Linked DNA regions of Mus musculus: region 2 is linked to region 1. Evidence: chromatin contacts called from public promoter capture Hi-C data. All regions are on one chromosome and are shown on one strand. The core of a region is the stretch at or near the end of the contact, and the rest is flanking DNA. Distances in the headings are between cores, read along the strand shown.

Region 1 (2,700 bases), core at 169-2,668:
ATGGGCACCGCATAATATCCGTTCTGGCACCAACAGATTGAGTTAAAGTCACCAGAGATCTCTCCACATTAAGAACCTCAAATACAGTTTACCAGCTTTGCCACTGTGCTCGCTGTACGATGCTCTTTTTGCTTTGCTGGGCCGCTAGTTTAATCCTCCAGAAAGAGAAATTTTAGAGGGACAAGGACTAAATCATTTTCTTCTGAGCACAGCATTTTCAAATGACTGCACCGGGTCCTAAGCCCCGCCGCTGCGGACCCAGAGCTAGAGGTGCCCTCTCTCTGCAGAGCTGGGGACTCTGGAGCCCTAATAACTAACTGGACCTGGTGAGGCAGAAAGGAAACTCCCATCCACCGCCAGGTACTACTCGGGTGCACTCAGCAGGGCCCGATCCTAGAGAAAGGTTTGGAAAGGTTTGGAAAGGTTTGAGCAAAAGCTCTTTCCGTTTCAGCCAAAGAGTAGGACGCACAGGTCACAGGCTAGAAGTTAAACAGTTACCCAGCCTGCGCTTTGTCTCCGCGCCTTCTGCAGCCCAGGCACTGAGGTACACTTGACTGGTGAAGAACAAGGTTTGCTGGAGCAGGAGACAGGAGTTGCTACCTCCCTGGAACTGCAGGCTGAGGGAGTACCAAGACCAGAGCCGCAGCTCCGAGCGGGAAGCTGGAGCCAAGCCGGCTCGGCTCCGGATGCGGTGTCCCTGAGCCAGCGAAGGTTGCCCGAGCTCTGCTCTGCCCTTTCGCCCGAGGGCAGCGCCCTAGCCAGGCAGTCCCGCGGCTTTGCACCCAGCTTCCCAGCCAAGCGCCCTGCCGCCCTGGGGCGATCTCCCAGTCACAACAGCTGCACAGACCCCTCATCTCCAGCGCGGGGACAAACTTCCTCCCTTCGGGTCCCCGCGCCGGCAGTTGGCAGCTAGCTTCCCCACTGGTCCCTTAGCAAGCTCTGGCTGGGAGAGCTTTCTCTGCCCCTCTTCAACCTCCAGTCACCAGCGCTCAGCGGTCCCGGCGCATCCTCTCCAACAAAGCCGGGGCCCGGAGGCGACCCGGCGAGGGACCGAGACTGTCAGCTGAAACATTCGAGCCCTGGCAAGCACCTACGCCCCGGAGAGCGCAGCAAGAAGGGGCAGCGGGGACCAGGAGAGGAGAGAGGGGAAGAAAGTGTCCTGCTCCGGGCGCGAAACCCTCCTGGGCTGATCCTCCTCCCCCAGCTGCCCCTGCCCGAGCGCATCCTGCCTTCCCTGTGGGACTGGGCAGGGCGGAGGGCGAAGCGGTGCGGACTGTGTGGCCTGACGGACCAGCCGCTCCCTTACCTCTGTCCAGAGTAAGCGGCTGGACCACTGTCAATGTCGCCATGTCTGCCGTGGGAGCCGAAGTGACGCTCGGCTTCAGCATCAGCAACCGCTTGTAGTGAGAAAAAGAGGAGGAGATTGGGGGCGGGGGTGGAGAGGGAAGACGGAAAGGAGGGGGAGGAGGGGGAGGCAGGAAGGTGGTGATGGAGGAGAAGAAAGCTCGGGTGGGTTGGTAGCCAGATGGAGACTCAACTGTTCCGCCGCGGCGAATCTTCAGTGCGGCGCCAAGCAGGGCAGGTAGCCGCGAGCGCCTGCCTGGCCAAGGAGCTGAGAAAGGAACGCTCAGCCCTAGAACTTTGCTCGCCCACCCGTCAGTAGCTCTGGGTGGCTGTAGCAGGTTTGCTGTCTTTCAACTTTCCACCTAAGCATAATGGTCAGAATGCACTCGAACCCAGAAGAAGAGGACTCAGAAACGGGAGAGAGACAGACAGGGGTAGAGAGGTGGGGGGACAGAATTCTTTTCAGATTAAGAAAAAATTTCAACCTCCCTTTCCACATCCCTTTCCAGAGGAAACGCCACTAGCCGTGGGAGATGTTGCTATATCATTGTAGTTGCTGTTAATTTCTGTTGAAGCTTTTTGTTTAGAACGTCCACTCTCAACAGCACAAGGTAACCGACTGAGGGCCAGGCAGGGTTCTGTTAAGTCAGTGTTCGTTTAGGACCTGGGTACATTGCCTAGGAAAATGACTTGCCTTTACAAGCAAACTTCCTTAAAAGGTTCTGAAATAAAAAACGAGTTGCTGTCAGTGAACAGTATTTATCAGGGACCCTCTCCTGTTAATCTGGAAGAAACTTGTATTCAGAGGTGCTATTTATTAATTAGCATGCATGACAAGAGTTGAGCCACGGATGTTTGGTGCCATTTGCTACATCTTAACCTGGGGATTCACTTTTGTTTTCTTTCTCTGCATCCTCCGAATTACAGGTAGATAATGTGAAAGGCCTTATTTCTGAGTCAGTAGATCACAGTTCAGTTCCTGGAGCCTTCAAATACTGACTATGAGCCTTAATCCCAACTTTCACTAAATGTTCACCAAGCCTCATTTCCTTATCAAACCATGAAGAAACATGGAGAAAGATCCTCTGGGCTTTACCGAGATTGGTGGACACAGAGCTGAGATGGCGATGCTGCCCTCCCTGTGACAGCTAAATCATCCTTGTGACCCAGAGACCCTCAGAGGTAGACCCACTGGGTTGCAGAGTATTTGCGTATGACCAAATGCTACGTTCTTCTAATGAGACTAAGAGGTGAGAAAGCTCAGAAATTCAGCAGGAATTGAAAAGTCAAAGATGACTGACCATCTAACTATGCAACAGATCATTGGATACATGCTGAACGTAGTCTTTCAATGTA
Region 2 (2,700 bases), core at 192-2,691, 85 kb before region 1:
CTTCTGAAAAACAAGGAAATCGATCCAAGGAAGCAGTTCTTTCGGTCAGAAAGCAGTGGTAATCCAAAGGTGCCCAGAGGAGATAGTTATGTGATAGGTCTATAAGTGTATGCACAAGAATTGTTTATGAATTTGTCTAGATGATGTATATAGTCTTATTTTATGTTTTAAATGTTTTGGAAAATGTTTCCCATAAATTTAATGTTGTCTAAATTATTTTCAAGGTAATGCCATATTTAATGTTATAAATGTATCATAATGTATATATGAAAAGATAACTGAAAAATGAAAAGCCACTGTTTGTTTTAGTAACTGCCATGGTCTGAGCTGTTAGTACTCTTTTAGAAAATTCATATGTTGAAATCGCTTTAGGTTCACTAAAGGCTGATTGGATAACAGTAACTTTCAAAATAGATCTCAACATAGGGAAATGGAGGATTTGGTTCTTTTTCTCCTTCCTTCCTTCCTTCCTTCCTTCCTTCCTTCCTTCCTTCCTTCCTTCCTTCCTTCCTTCCCTCCCTCCCTCCCTCCCTCCCTCCCCTCCCTCCCTCCCTCCCTCCCTCCCTACCTCCCTCCCTCCCTCCCTTCCTCCCCTCCTTCCTTTCTAATTCTTCCTCTTTTCTTTGTATGTACACGCTGGTTTTGGACAAGTTCAGTTGTTCTTTTGCTTTTAAAATAAAAGCAAAACCTATACATTCAAGGTTTGTTTTACAGCAAGGTATGTATGTGCATACAGAGGCCAGCAGACATCCTTTGATGCTATTCCTTAGGAACTACTCCTCTTGTTTTTTGAGACATGGCCTCTCCTTGGCTTGCAAACCACCAGTCTCCATCTGTTTCTACTTCTCCAGTTCTGGGATTACAAATGTGTTCCAACACACATAGTCTTACTCTGTGGAATACAGGAATCAATGTTCAACCTTGGAAGGCAAACACTTTACTGACTGAGCCATCTCCAAGTTCCATCCTTTTCCAATGAAATCATCCAACAACTGAGGTTATAATTGTGCTAACTATGACCAAGTCAACTTTTACGAATGCTACCGTGGATGAAGCACAATTTATCAATCTCTAAACCTTGTAAAATAGTTCATTCTGCATGTTTATAAACTGTGTTCCTTTATATGATGTGAACATATCACCTAGACCTGATCTCACTTCTTAAATCGATCATTTGAACATAAGGACTAACTACCATTGATTCCTGTTGCAAACCATGATGGTCCAGGAAACTTCTGCAAGCATGGACTAGCCAACATTGAAGTACTGCTTGCAGAGACAGTTACACCAATAGGATCCTGTGAGTTTCTCATTACATTTTCATGTCTCTGTTAATGTTTAAACTTTTTAAATTTTTTTCAAACATAGTAGTGAATCATCATCAGCGAGTTCAAGGCCAGTAACACAGCATGCCTGAGCAAAATGTATTTTGAAATAAGCCTCTTCTCTTCAGGACACGTAGCAGACTCCTAGTGCTCCAGCACACTGATAGACCTTCAGCTTGGATCACTTTAAACAGCAAAATCTCCCTCAAAATCACAAGGATGCAACAAAGAGGGCAAGACTCACGCTTCTTATGAGCACGAGAGCTGAAAGGAGGGTGAATACTTCTCCTTGTTCACCCTGGGCTGGGAACTGCAGTCTGAGCAGTGGGTTAATCAGATTTTTTTTCTTTTTAAAGGAAAGGAAACGACAGAATGAAGAATTCTGGATTGGGCTCTTGTCTTTGTTCGTACCACCCTGATTTATCACTACTGCAATACCAGACTACACTCTTTACAGAAAGAAGCTTTCTGCCAAAAAAATTCTAACCATCCTCCCATTTTCTACTGCACACATTCTAAGCATGTGCTTGTTATCTGTTATTAGTCTCAGAAGGTGAATAACAGTCTTATAAAACAATCACCAGGTCCTAAGCTGTTACTAAAAAGGAGCTCGGGCTCAAATATATGCAGCCTTGAAAAAAATAAAGGAAGAAAATCGGCTAGTTTAAAAATGGATGAGGAAAGAAAAATGGATGAGAATTTGCAGCCGACATCATTAAGGTTCTCTACTTCCAGCTCATTCATTTATCGGGAAAAATATACACTCCCTAAAAATGACTCTGTTTTCCATTTTGTTGCAGATTAAAATGGGAAACTGAAGTAAATCAAGGATATGAGTGCAACCCAACATTTTTCTTTTGTTTTTTAAAATCTGTAAGTTCAAGGTTTGTTTTACAGCAAAGTGGTTGTTGCATTCCCTCAATAAAGGGCTGTAATCAGCTTCCAAGTGGACACAGAAACCTCCCCAAGATGCTATTGGTGTAGATTTGATTTGGCTTGACCTGTGCAGACTGCCCGTGCTCCCTCCTGCTGTTCTGTTGAGTTCTTTAATCATATGCCCTAATGATGATGGTTCAGTCACCTAAGAGGGTACTCATGATAAATCCTCTAACAATTAAACATAAACATAGCAAACAATACTTGCACTTCATTCAATATGATCTTTGCCAGTTCTATCCTTTACCTGCAAAGTTTAGGATTTCATTTTTCTTTCTAGTTGCGTAGAATTCCATAGTATATTTGCACCAAATTTTCATTGCACATTCATCAGGTAAAGGTTGTTTCTATTTCCTAACTATTCTGAATAGAACAGCAATGAAGGTGGCTGAGAAGTACCTATAGAGTATGATGTTTACATTCAGGGCATATGCTAAGG

Evidence for each region. Promoter capture Hi-C pulls out the DNA fragments that hold promoters and counts their contacts.
Region 2: a contact with region 1 is called in a promoter capture Hi-C map of liver. The contact joins the enhancer-like site here to the promoter of Lin7a in region 1. A contact is called at or near these places in 1 of 39 promoter capture datasets (liver), 10 of 484 Hi-C or Micro-C datasets (brain, cerebellar granule neurons, cerebellum and 3 more), 3 of 115 datasets of contacts at active chromatin or transcription factors (PVALB interneurons, fibro-adipogenic progenitors and hepatocytes) and 1 of 9 other capture datasets (adipose tissue).

What each region holds. Positions count from the first base shown.
Region 1 is chr10:107,270,549-107,273,248 of GRCm38.p6, reverse strand. Lin7a (lin-7 homolog A (C. elegans)) reads right to left here and starts at 1,418. Exons shown (of 6, transcript NM_001039354.1): 1 at 1,307-1,418. The coding sequence starts at 1,388.
Region 2 is chr10:107,355,697-107,358,396 of GRCm38.p6, reverse strand. All of the region lies in intron 2 of Lin7a (lin-7 homolog A (C. elegans)), which reads right to left. Among named protein-coding and RNA genes, the nearest start is that of Lin7a, 85 kb to the right of the region's middle. Within about 2 kb of position 1,441, at least 2 of the 459 cell types and tissues checked have an H3K27ac peak or open chromatin away from gene starts, as enhancers often do. A contact at or near this core is called in hepatocytes and liver, where this site is marked.